Regions from separate parts of the Sus scrofa genome. Here region 1 is linked to region 2. The links are chromatin contacts, called in public HiChIP or PLAC-seq maps. All regions are on one chromosome and are shown on one strand. The core of a region is the stretch at or near the end of the contact, and the rest is flanking DNA. Distances in the headings are between cores, read along the strand shown.

What was found. HiChIP or PLAC-seq counts read pairs in DNA pulled down with a chosen protein or histone mark.
Region 1: a contact with region 2 is called in an H3K27ac HiChIP or PLAC-seq map of alveolar macrophages. The contact joins two enhancer-like sites. A contact is called at or near these places in 3 of 47 Hi-C or Micro-C datasets (blood, embryonic fibroblasts and epiblast stem cells) and 2 of 2 datasets of contacts at active chromatin or transcription factors (alveolar macrophages and skeletal muscle).

Annotation. Positions count from the first base shown.
Region 1 is chr5:41,839,191-41,845,927 of Sscrofa11.1, forward strand. The region is part of intron 1 of FGD4 (FYVE, RhoGEF and PH domain-containing protein 4); the gene reads right to left. Among named protein-coding and RNA genes, the nearest start is that of FGD4, 37 kb to the right of the region's middle. Within about 2 kb of position 4,536, at least 7 of the 83 cell types and tissues checked have an H3K27ac peak or open chromatin away from gene starts, as enhancers often do. A contact at or near this core is called in alveolar macrophages, where this site is marked.
Region 2 is chr5:41,737,666-41,744,612 of Sscrofa11.1, forward strand. FGD4 (FYVE, RhoGEF and PH domain-containing protein 4) reads right to left here. Exons shown (of 17, transcript XM_021092066.1): 2 at 6,314-6,466. Among named protein-coding and RNA genes, the nearest start is that of DNM1L, 110 kb to the left of the region's middle. Within about 2 kb of position 4,321, at least 6 of the 83 cell types and tissues checked have an H3K27ac peak or open chromatin away from gene starts, as enhancers often do. A contact at or near this core is called in alveolar macrophages, where this site is marked.

The DNA of each region.
Region 1 (6,737 bases), core at 3,286-5,785, 100 kb after region 2:
TACACTTTACTAAGACCCAAAATGCATTCTGCTGGTTTCAAGGCTCAATGGATTTTCACATACCAAACACACACCAGCAACCTGGCACCCATCCTTAGGTCTTTTTGAGTCCCAGCAACGATCTAACCATCTATACTTAGACACTATGGGATTAATAATCTAGTTTTCAACCATTGGAGTGCCTTTTCTTTTTTTTCTTTTGCACTTTTTAAGACCACACCTGTGGCATATGAAGTTTCCAGGTTAGGGATTGAATTGGAGCGACAGCTACCGGCCTACATACACCACAGTCACAGCAACACCAGATCCTTAACCCACTGAGTGAGGTCAGGGATCGAATCCACATCCTCATGGATCGTAGTCAGGTTCCTTAACTGCTGAGCCATGAAAGGAACTCCCATTGGAATGTCTTTCAAAAAATAAGAATTTTCTTTTAAATATCAAATTGAGGATTCAAAGACCAGAATAATTGTAACAGGAAAATATTTTGTAAATAAATAAGACACTGTAATAAATATTTTGTAAATAAAATAAAATAAAATATTTATAAATAAAATAAATAAAATATTTTGTAAATAAATAAGACACTGAGTCAGCTGCACAATGTTTTAGTTTCTCATACTGATCTAAGATATTACTATTTTAGAACAAATATCTTTTTTTCCTGAAAACCCTTTTATATTTTTAAAATGCATATGCTTCCTTTTCACATCTTTATTTTTGTTGAAGGAGGTAAATCCAAATGGAGATAAATCCAGATGTCTTTAAATGTCTTAAAAATATTTTTTGTGATCTTTACTAATAGCAATAGTCAAACATTCCCAAATAACCACAATTTACCAACCAAACTGATAACCTCTTTTAAATAACCATCTAATGGCCCAGCTCTTCCTGCAATGTAAATTCTTGAAAATTTTTAATTCTAATGAATCAATGACTCAAGAAATTTCTGAACGTATCCTCACTCCTGTTGATAATTTCTCTCCTACCAATAGCTAGTTATACACAGAAAGGACCAGCAATTTCAGTACAGGACCTAGCCTCTTCTTCAGCAGAAAAACTTTAGCAAACTGTAGGCAAATCCCTTTAAATTCTATGAGCTTGCTTCATCTGTAAAAATGAGAATTACATTAATTAGTGAAGAACAAGTAAATGTTTCCCAAACATAAAAGCTCCCTTCAAATTCAGTTAAACTACCGGTGACGTGTTGTTGTTAAATCTGAAACAATGACTATAGTTAGAAGTATACGACAGCTCTGAACTCTACCACTGATTTTTTTTGGTGATTTTAATGGAATCATTAAATCTCTCTAAGCCTCACTGGTAAGAACAAACACTGGAGTAGATCACTAGTTGTAGTAACTGCTGGGTAATGGGGTGCTTGAAATTCATGATGCTCTTTGCAGGATATGTTCCTGTGGGATAAAATACTGACCTATGAACTAAATTCAGTTTCATCACACACAAGGGACTTATTAGCAGAAAATAATAATTACATTATACCTATTAGAAATAAAAAAAAAATTACAGCCACAGCAAACAAGGCCACAAAAAATAGAGTTTTTCCATTAACTTGCATTCATCTACACCAGTACAAATTTCACCTTGAATTCAGTTAGTGCTTGCAAGCAGACAAAACGGCAGTCAATGTCGATGATTTAAAAAAAAAAAAAAAAAAAAAAGAATTTGAGTGAAAAAATTGCAGATGAGGAAATACTATTAACTATCTAAATTAACTGAAAGGAAAGCAATCCTGTCATTAATGAATTTAATTATTAATCATTTAGTTATTTAATTTCAACAGCAGAACTCCTTACTCCAGCAAGAGGATGAAAGCACTAGATGCTACACTAACCCTCGCTCTCAGACTCTGGTTTCCACTGAAGTCTGCATCCTATGTGTTCAGGCTGTTCTGGGAGTGAATAACAATGTCATATTTTTCATAATGCCAAATAAACTATTTTTAATGAGAAAGCCCAACACAGGGAGTTCCCATCGTGGCGCAGGGGAAACAAATCTGACTAGGAACCATGTGGTTGCGGGTTCAATTCCTGGCCTCGCTCAGTGAGTTAAGGATCTGGCGTTGCTGTGAGCTGTGGTGTACGTTGAAGATGCGACTCGGATCTGATGTTGCTGTGGCTGTGGCGTAGACCAGCAGCAATAGCTCTGATAGGACCCCTAGCCTGGGAACCTCCATGTGCCACAGGTAACAGCCCTAGAAAGCAAAAAAAAAAAAAAAAAAAAAAGCCCAACAAATAAACACATACCCAAAAAACTCAACCCTTGAGTAATGGCTCCAAGGAAGAGATCCTGAAGCTCACTGAATGTTCTAACAGTACATATTATTCAATATTAATTTTTTTTCAATGTTTTTTTTTTTACTTTTTTTTATTACTCAAATGAATTTATCACATCTGTAGTTATATAATGATCATAACAATCTGATTTCACAGGCAATATTAATTTAACAGACTAAGCAATGCTGTCTTTTCTTGCAAAAGACCCTAGCAGTTAGAAGTTAGAAATTTCCTTCCACACTCTATACACATGATGGTGTATTTAGTTCCAAAATGAGGACAGTTTTAAATTGTAAGAAAAGTAATCTAGTTACTGCGGTTTCCCATCTTAAGAGGGGAAGCCTCTATCTTGAGGCATTATTATTTCGGTTATAGTGGTTCTGAATTAAATTAATGCACCAAGGTAAACCTAGACACACTTTGACTAAAATATAAAATATTTTACAGTAATTCTCCTTCAGGTAACTCTCATTTTTTAGATAAAACAAAAAATAAAACTTATGGTTACCAAAGGGGAGAAAGAGAGAGGAAGGGACAAATTACATAGGAGTATGGGATTGACAGAAACAACTATAAACATAAAATACATAAGCAACAAGGATTTATTGTATAGGACAGGGAATTCTAGTCACTATCTTTGTAATAACCTATAGTGGAATATAATCTGAAAAAAATAACTGAATCACTGTGCTGTATATCTAAAACTAAATACTGTAAATCAACTATACTTCAATTTTTAAAAAATCTGAAAACAAACCAAAAAAACCCATAAATGATATTTTAAAAATTTTTTTAATGATACTGCTTTTTTGGTAGAAATTATACATTTACCCAAAAGTAGCTTTCTAATGACATAATGTAAAATACATGAAAAGTAGAGAAGAGAAGCCCTGTTAACTTTTTAAAATCCAAAGTTTTCCAAATAATTAAATTCCTTCATCAAGTACATGCCTGATCATCACAGAATTCAGGTTACACCAGTTCATGTTCTCCCATTTCCATTTTGTCCCAAATACCACCCTGTCAGTGTAGAAACAACGAACATTTATTCATTTGTTTTTTTTTTTTAAGCAGAAGCAGCCCAGCTCATTAGCTGGCTGAAGACCTTTGTGTCCTCACAAAGGCAGAAGTCTCAGACCATTTAAACAAGAAAACATTCAAACAAGAAAATGTCAAGATTATTTGTTCACAGAGACTTTTATTTTAAAGGGCCCCATTCTTTGTGGGAAAAGAAGTAGTATGTTCTTTAGAATATATGGCACTCTAATTTTTCTGAATATTTATCAATTCTCTCAGTATAATTTTTGACTACTCTGGATTAAGCACATTCAAAGAAAAAAGAGCATGACTAAACTTTATAAGGCTCTGGTTGAAACAGATCCAAAATTACATTAATGACAGTAACAGTATCAGTTTCACAAATAAGGTTGTAAATAAATCCTCCCACCAGTTCCTTTGCCTTCTGAACCTACCTTTGAGTTTTGAGGAGGACAAATTTTCCTAAAAGTGTAAACTCCAACCGAACCAAGGGGCATTATCCTTTTACTGTAATACTCTCAGCCAAGTCATTAAATAGCAATTATTCAGGTGCCATGAAAACAGGAAAAGGAAGGAAAACAGATAGACTAAAGGATTACAGCTCATACATTGTCCTCATACAACACATTCACAATCCCTGTTCTCCCAAAGCCAGCAAGTCACATGTCACTGATTTGATCACATGTAAAAGTATCCAATTACAATGAACAATTGGTATAACGTACCTCCCAAATTTCAACCAATGTTAGCTTTTAATAATCACTGTAGGAGAGCTATAACATTTGCTAATTTAAATATAATTATTCAAATTATATTTAAACCAACACTTACATAGAACTTTAACAAAAACACCAGCTAGAAATAAGAGAGCCTTGAACTGACTGTTAATGACAGTAACGCTCACAGAACACTTACACAAGAGAACTATGATCTGCAAATGGAAAAGTACCCATCCATTAAAATTATTTCCCTTATTTTCTCAATCATTAGGCTATGATTGTAATTCCTTCTCCTTTTTTAAGTATTCACAAAGAGAAATCACATAATCACAAAAATCACCTTAAGACTCCATCAGCTGTTATTTCGTTCATTCCCATCATGTAACTTTATGACTCATTGGGCAAATATTTTCATACAGGAAAGTTCTTCAAATGACAAAACACCAAGTTTCCTTATTCAGTATCCAGAAATTTTACACTAGATCAGGCTGCCTCCTAGAGGCCAACATATATAAAAACACCTCTACATTCATCATAGTATCTTAACAAACATCACATATCTTTGAATTTGAATCTTGATAATAACCAAATGGAACATGCCCCACTTAATTTTATTATTTTAAGTGACCCTTTCTAGTTTCTAGGTAGTTATCTACTTGCACTTAAAAAAACTGAAATAGCTAGGGGAAAAATCTACCACAAAAGAAATCTACTGCAAATCCTAAAGAGAGCAAATGACAAAGATATTCTACTGTCAATCACAAAAATCAAATATTAATAAGTACAAACATTTAAAAATGTATGTAGTAAGTTAAACACAACTCTTGATAGCTTAAATGTCTAAAAGGACTACACTGCTATACTCTTAAAAGTAAATTTTAGGCAGAGAGCCATATACATAGAAGAAAAAGCTCTGGAGTTCCCGTCGTGGCACAGTGGTTAACGAATCTGACTAGGAACCATGAAGTTGCAGGTTCGATCCCTGGCCTTGCTCAGTGGGTTAAGGATCTGGCGTGGCCGTGAGCTGTGGTGTGGGTTGCAGACACGATTAGGATCCTGTATTGCTGTGGCTCTGGCGTAGGCTGGCGGCTGCAGCTCTGATTAGACCCTTAGCCCGGGAACCTCCATATGCCGCGGGAAGTGGCCCTAGAAAAGGCAAAAGGACAAAAAAAAAAAAAAAAAAAAAAACCTTTAAGTATAAAGTTTAATTTTCTCTAGCTGTATAATGTCCTAAACAAAATGCATAAAGGTGTTTCTCAACACAACAAACATAATGAGAATGAACACGTGCAAGCAACTACTACAGTGAAATTCTTGTTCAAAATATTATTGTTAAAAAAGTCTGCAGAACTGAGACGAATAAAACTTAATTCAAGGAAGTCAAATACAATGCAGTCTTCCTCACTTCTTTTTGGAAGCATGCTGCTTCATTGTGCTTGTGTAATAAAAGACTTTGCAAGTGGGAAGTTTCAATGCATTCACACAGGGCAATTCTGCAGCAGAGTTACCCTGGGGATAAATATGCTCTCAGCACAAAGAGCCATTTTAAGTAGGTCAAAGCATCCCCAAAGAGTATTTAGATCACCAGAACCTTCATAAAGGACTTTAATACTCTCTGTTACTTCACCCAGAAAGGAAGAAAAAATACAAAGAATCACAAGATACATTGTTAGAAACAAGAAAATTGAGGAATTAAAAATAAAGTTACCACTAGAAGAATTTTCTGAGATTCTAAATTGAAGTCTAGTCAATTTAAGATATTTACCAGCAAAATATTGGTCAAAAACATGCTTATGATCTTGTCAATTAAATAAAAGCTTTTTAAAAAACTACTAGGTTAGAGATATAGACAAATAGGAATCAAAACTTGTTTAAAACAATCATTTGGTATGGATTAAGAGGCTGGAATCTATCATATTGATACTGTTTTTATTTATTTATTTATTTATTTATTTATTTTGCTTTTTAGGGCTGTACTCCCAGGCTAAGGATTGAATCGGAGCTATAGCTACTGGCCCATGGCCTACAGTCATGGTCACAACAACACAGGATCCAAGCCAGGTCTGTGACTTATAACACAGCTCACCGCAACGCCAGATCCTTAACCCACTGAGCGAGGCCAGGGATCAAACCCACAACCTCATGGTTACTAGTCAGATTTGTTTCCACTGTGCCACAAGAGGAACTCTCTGACACTGTTTTGAAAACAAAGTCATTTAAAAAAGAATTTAAAAGGCTTATAAAAGACTAGTAATTAATGAAAGGGCAAAATCCAAGGTGCTATCTAGTAACAATCAAAACAGGGGCATCTTGTAAAGAATGCTAGCAAAGCAAATAGTGCATACGCATAAAACCCTCTAGGAGTTCTTTTGTGGTGCAATGGGTTAAGCATCAGGCAATGTCACTGCAGCAGCTTGCTGTGCCAAGGGTTCAATCCCTGGCCTGGGAATTTCCACATGCCACGGCAAGGGGAAAAAAAAAACACCCAATTTTTCCTGTACTCTCAGACCAACATTGAGAGGCACTTGCCACTGTTTTCCTCATTTCTTCAACAATTTCTGGCTGCCTGAGCACTCTAAATAGTGAGCAAAAGAACGAACTTTAAAAGCTATAGCATCTTGGGAGTTCTTGTTGTGGCTCAGCAGTAATGAACCCAACTAGGATCCAAGAGGACGCGTGTTTG
Region 2 (6,947 bases), core at 3,071-5,570:
ATATGTATGCTTTGATCACAGCTATATTCACAGTAACTACCTGCACAGTGCTTGGCAAATTTGTGGACTACATAAAGGACCTAAGTAATGTGTCAGCAAGGAGCTTATATTCTTATGGGGAGACAGATTAAAGATAAAGCAGAGCACTGGGTACACAGTTAATATAGAAGCATACAGGAGGCATCATTTCAGCAAAGGAGACAATCCAAATGTGTACATTTACCAATTTACTAAACACTGTAAATAAAAGAACACAAATACTACATGTATATGACAAAAACCCCAAGAGGGTCGTGAACAGCTAAAGTGTCAGAAACACTGTCTTAGAGGCAAACAATACATACCTTGCTGAAAAGATACAACTAAGGAGTGAAAATGATTCTTTGCTTTCGCTCTCAACATTTCTGATTTTTCTTTCACACTAGGGATGGCCAGTTCCAAATACTCTCTGAACATTTCCTAGGGGTCCTATCAGCACTTCCAGTTCATTATGTCTAAAACTCAACTCACTACCTCTTCCCCCTGCAGCCCAAAGGATGTAAACAGGAAAAACAGTGTTCAATGTCACCAATAATCAGAGAAATGCCAATCAAATCCACAGTGTGATACGCCATCAGATTAACCAAAATTTTTAAATCAGACAATACCAAGTGTCCCTGAAGCTGTGAAGCAATGTGAATGTGAAGGCCTGCATTTTGAAAGGGAGTATAAATTCATAGGACCATTAAGATCTCTCTCTTTCTCCCTGTATTTATTTCCAAAATACATATCCTAGAGAACTTCTTACATATTTACACAGAGTTTTTAAATTTTTTTGACTTTTTCATGAATCCAACAAGTATTTACTGAATACCCATTAAGTTCTATGTGCTTGACCACATAATGAACAAAGGGAAAGAGGAGAAACAAAAAAATAATAAGTAAAACATGGATCAGAAGCCAGTAAATGCAAAGAGAAAGGGGAAGGGGTTAAAAGAACAAGATAGAGGAGATCTGGAGTGGGAGGGCATATTGCAGTGTTAAGTAGAATGTTCAAAGTGCGCCTTTTTGAGAAGTTCGGATTTGAACAAGACTTAAAGAAGTTGCGGGAGTTATCCAGGGAAGGACAGTCTATCAGGTAGAGTGAAAGCTAGAGACCAGTGGAGGCCAGTATGACTAGAGCCAAAGGAGCAGGTGGAGCAGGTATTGAGGTCAGAGTGAGGGCCAGATAATGCAGAACCTGTGGAGCGAGCACTGTAAAGATTTTGATTTGAGTGAAGGGAGAAGTTCGTGTAGAGTTCTGAGCTGAGGAATGACATGATATGGCTTAAATTCCAACAGTACCACGCTGGCTATTGTGTTGAGAATGTAGGGAAGCAGGGTGGGCGCAGGGTAGAAACAGGGAGAAAATTAAGAGGTTATTATATAATGATGCTCAGAAAGAGGTAGTGAGAAACAGATTCTAGGTATACTATAAAAGTAGTTTTCCTGTTAGAGTAAAAGTGAGATACAAGAGAAGAATCAAGAAGGATTCAGACATGTGGTCTGAACAACTGATAAGATGGATGGAATTGCATTCAACTGACACAACAGGTGAAGTAATTTTTGGAGAGAAGATTGGTAGTCTAGTCAAGGACACCCTAAGTTTGAGATTTCTGGTTGACTGCAAGTAAAATGGGCTCTATGACAGCCAATTTTACAGATATTAAATGGAAGAAAAAATTAATTATTCAAAAATGTCCATGTATAGGAAATAATTATTGAGAATGAAAAAGAATCTTAAAAAAAAATAAAATATTTTTAAAAATAAAAAAAAAAGAAAGAAAGGGAGTTGCCGCTGTGGCGCAGTGGAAACAAATCTAATAACCATGAGGTAGCAGGTTCAATCCCTGGACTCACTCAGTGGGTTAAGGATCCGGTGTTACTGTGAGCTGTGGTGTAGGTCAGAGATATGGCTCAGATACTATGTGGCTGTGGCTGGCAACTATAGCTCTGATTCAACCCCTAGGTTGGGAACCTCCATATGTTACAGGTACAGCACTAGAAAGCAAAAAAAAAAAAAAAAAAAAAAAAAGAATCTAATTGCTACTGTCAACTGAAAGAAAAAATGCACAAAGAAAAGTTGTAAGTTAAGTTTTATTCAAGGACCTTACTGAGGACTATAGCCAGGGAGACACACTTCTCAGATAGCTCTGAAGAAGTGTTCCAAAGAGCCAAGAACTTTTTTCACTGGGAAAAAATCAGTTAAGCATAAAAAGATAACTGCTATTACAAAGAACAGCCATCTCATGTTAGTGATTTTAGTGCTTTTCGACACGGAAGATTCAAGAATCTGGGGTCACCGAAAATACTCCTTAGACAGATATCTTCACTATCTAGGGAATGGTATATCCAAAGCACAGAATACTTCCTGTTTTTCTCCATTCTGAATTCCCCTCGGGGTGCATGGTTGGTTGGTGACTGTAGTGGCCATTGGCTTGATCCTTGTAGAACTAGAACAACAGGCAGCATTTTTGACTTTATACCAACTTAAGTGTGAAGATTATCAGGAGGTTTTGATTAGTCTTATTTTACTTCCTCTGACTATATATATATTAATGCATTATAAGTTTGTAACATATTATATTTTAGGAATGAAACATTACACATAGAATGCTTTACATTAGAAGCAGATGAAATGAATTATTTGAGTAAATTGAATACATTTATTTGAACAATAACGTGGGCTTCAAAGTTTATGAAACTGTTTTAATTTTTTTTTTTTTTTTTTTTTTGCTTTTTAGGGCCACACCTGCAGCATATGGAAGTTCGCAGGCTAGGGGTCAAATCGGGGCTACAGCTGCTGGCCTACGCCACAGCCACAGCAACGTGGGATCTGAGCCACATCTGCAACCTACATGTACCACAGCTCACAGCAACACCAGATCCTTAACCCACTAAACAAAGCCAGGGATCAAACCGTGTCCACACAGATACTAGTTGGGCTCATTACCACTGAGCTCCACAACAGGAGCTCCTAGAAACTTTTTAAATATTAAGGTTTAATGACTGAGAAGTGAAAATATGTGGGCTTTCTCAAAATAATTAATTATGGAGAATGTTGTGGATCAATGCTCCTAAGAGAAAAAGGACAACTGTCTTTAACTGCTAAGAAAGTTCTTTAGAATAGTTATATCTAACATGGCAGGAAATAGGCCAGAATTAAAAGTGGTGAACAAGTAGAAAGACATGTTGGAGTTGCTCAGTAATTTGTTTGTTAGACTAGTAGGATTGGTATGAAGTGAATAAACCATTGTTTCCCAAGGCCTCAGAATATTTTCTGAGGCAAAACAACCCCTAACTATAAAAGGAATCCATTTCCACAGCTACAGGTTTAGATTCAAATGCAGCTTATCTAATATAAAATTGATCTCTTTTATCCTTTTAAAATAAAAGACTTCAAAGATATTTACTTGTTGGTAATTTTAAAAATTCAGATATAATTGACACACAAAGTTATGACAGCTTCAGGTATGCAACATAATGATTCGATATATACATATATATAGTGAAATAATCATGACGGTAAGTCTAGTTAACGCATCAGCACACACAGTCACACACTTTTTTTTCTTGTGATGAGAACTTTTAAAACCTCTCTTAGCAACTTTTAAATATATAATACAGTATCACTGACTATGGTCACTATGCTGTTCATTACATCCTCGAGACCTACTTACTTATTGGTAATTAATAAACACAAAAACATAGGCTTCATGTTGTTCTGGGTACATTACTACATACATAATCACCACTGGTAAAGGTATTCAATATGCTTTTTTAAAAAATCACCGAAATAAACTGTAGCTATAATATTATGAGCACTTCACAAGAGAAAGAAATAAGCAAGATTTAATTATGAGCTATTTTTAGGACCCAGATTAGAATTTCTCTATCTACTAACATTTCAGGTCAGATAATTCTTTACTGGGCGTGGGGGAGGCTGGCCTGTACATTGTAACATGACAAGCAGTATCCCTAGCTTCTACCCACTAGATGCCAGTAGCAACTCTCAAATGTTGTAGCGAGCCAAAGTCTCTAGATGATGGCGGGGGCGGGGAGGGTGAGTGCCTGCGGGGCAGGTGCAGCAGGCCTACAAAATTATCTCCAGTTGAGAACTACTCATCTAGAATAAGAGTCTTGGACTGAACTAAAATTGCAGAATGGATCTTGAAGTGTGAGCAGCCTCATCATGCATAACTTGTAAGGGATTTGCAAGGAAGAGGGAACAAGAGCGTCAGTATGATAATCCTTCACTCTGAGCGGCAAGTTCCCGTTGGCACGCCCTTCCTTTCTCAGCTGCAGTCACCCAATGTTCTTGAGGGTTTGGAGAAATTAAAAGCGGCTTCTCTCTGCTAGAGGGTGGAGAACACTATCAGTCAGTAAGTCAATGAGTAGTGTTCTATGAGGCAGCTCACATGACAACACCAAGATGTAGCCTCATTTCAGGACACTGGTCTCTATACGGCACACATTGTAAGCTTTAAACAAAGAATAACCAAAGGAAAGTAGAGGAAATGTGTTGATAGGGCACGAATTCATTCAACAAGCATTACTGAAGGTTTGCTGTGCTGTGTGGTAGACATAGGGCATGCAGCAGTGTAAAAGGCAGGAGAAAAACAACATGAATGAGTTAAATCTATAGCAGACCAAACTGTAATGAATAAGCAAAAACAAAGAAAACAAAGCTCATGAGGAAATATAAGATTTCAAGGATAAGGGTGGGGTTAAAGTTTTAGCTAGGGGGGCCAGGGAAGGGCCAAACAATGAGTGAGAGTAATTTGAAAAAGAAGTGCGAAGTACTCTATGTGGTCTATTTAATATCTGGAAATATTCTCACTGGTTATGTAAAACTGCATACACTAATTCAAACTCAAGATGGGAAGTAATTATATATATTTAAATAGCAATACACTGACATTAATATAATTACACAATCAAAAGCAAGGTCAATGCTTTCTCCCTAAAGAATAGGATTACTTTGGTACATGGCAGCTCAGGACGAAAACTGCTCTAATTTATCTCAATGAACTATAAAAGCAATGAATGTAATGTAATGCATCTTTCCAAAACAGCCTTTATAAATAATGAAATTCATGCTTATGTTCTGGGCAATTACATTAAATTCACATATTTATTTCTTATATTTCTACCTTATTTGAAGTCAGCTTAGGTCTAATGAATAGGATGGAATTTTGTATTGTGCAAGTAAAATGGCTTTATCATGATCAGAAAAATTTCTATTTTCATATTCACATCAAAGTTATAGGGAGGAGTATGGTCAGAAGATAAGGTTATAAACTCAGGAATGGGCTGTTCATTTGAATCTCCAATTATTTCAACTTGCTTGACTGCCTTATCCCATATTACCACCAATAGAGCTAGAAGTAAGAACAAAAGGAAAAATATCCCATAGTCAGGAAGACTTCATTTTAATCCCTTTTTAAAGATCTCTTTCAGAAATCCTTAAAACATAAGAAATGGAAAGAGACCAAAGTAAGTAGAAAATAATACAAATAGAAATTGATTTTTCCAAAGTACAGTGATTCTAAAAATCCCTAGTACTGTTTCTTGGCTGAATGTTCAGTATTTGATATAAACGAAAATATAGTAGAAAGAAACTACACATTAACCCATAGTGTAGCTTAGTTTTATGTTATACTTCAAAAGGCCTTACTCTCAATCATCGAAATTATAATTTCGTGCTCCTCAAAGTTAATCCAGAGTTCACTAGAAATTTATTTATAAAAGGAAATGGTCACTGAACAAAACATTCAAAGATTTCCACCATTACAATTTTTCCCCTTATTGGATGCTCAGCTCCTGGAATAACAACTTTACTAAGAAGCCTGAAAAGACCTAGTTCCTTAATATTGTAAAATCATATTCTTCCTAAGTTTGTTAACCACTGTTTTAAAATGGGCTGTTTCAGACTCTCTGACATCTAGCAAGTCTGACAGCTTTCTGATGGAACTTCTCAACACATTCATTTGTACGTATTTATTATGCAAAAGCAAGTTAGGCTCTGTGCTATGTCATGCATAGTCATATTTCCATTACAGGGACACATAAACACTTTCTGCAACATGAAAAGAACCATAATAGAGAATTGCATACGGTGTTTTAGGAGCAGAAACACTGCCCGAGTTCACAGATTTTTTCTTCCTGAAAAAATAAATATACCCAATTCCTCCCATTTATAGCTTAAAACTCTTAGTTGATCATTATTCTGCATAGGCTTCATCAATGACCAAAGCACCTGACCTGATTTAAAAAAAAAAAAAAATCAGCATACCTTGTGGCTTTGGACTTGGAGCTGGGTGTTTTGCTGGCGTTTTCCCATTTATTCCCTGAGCCTCTTCAACACATACATTCTCATCAATCAACGTGGTTGTGCTGCTTTTCAAACAAGGTGGAACTATAGTAATCTTTGGACAGATACTGCTGCCTGGGAGGAAAGAAAGGATAGGTTAATACAGAAGCAGAGCAAAACTATGTCTGATGACTTAATTTCTTCTGATCCCACAAAACAAACACAGTCACAGTTATAAGACTAAGCATCCTTTTCCCACATGTGCTCGCCTTGACAAAGAGTTCCTGAGAAAGATCTCATTCCATGTGCTTGAGAAACTTTATAATACATGCTGACAGAGATTGCTGACTACCACCACTACTGCTACTACACACACACACACACACACACACACTCTCTCTCTCTCTCCCCACCCCCCCACTCTCTCTCTCCCCATCCCTCCCCCGCTTGCTTGCAGGGCCAGGGAAAGGGCAGAATGCAGCTGCTGTGATGAAGATGAAGTAAAGGACCAGAGGGCCCCAGCATTAATCTGTTAAAAGCGTTCCTTTCCAGCATCCATTGAGTTGCCAGACATTGAGTGGCTATAAAGAACAAAGCAAGAAAGCATGTACATGAC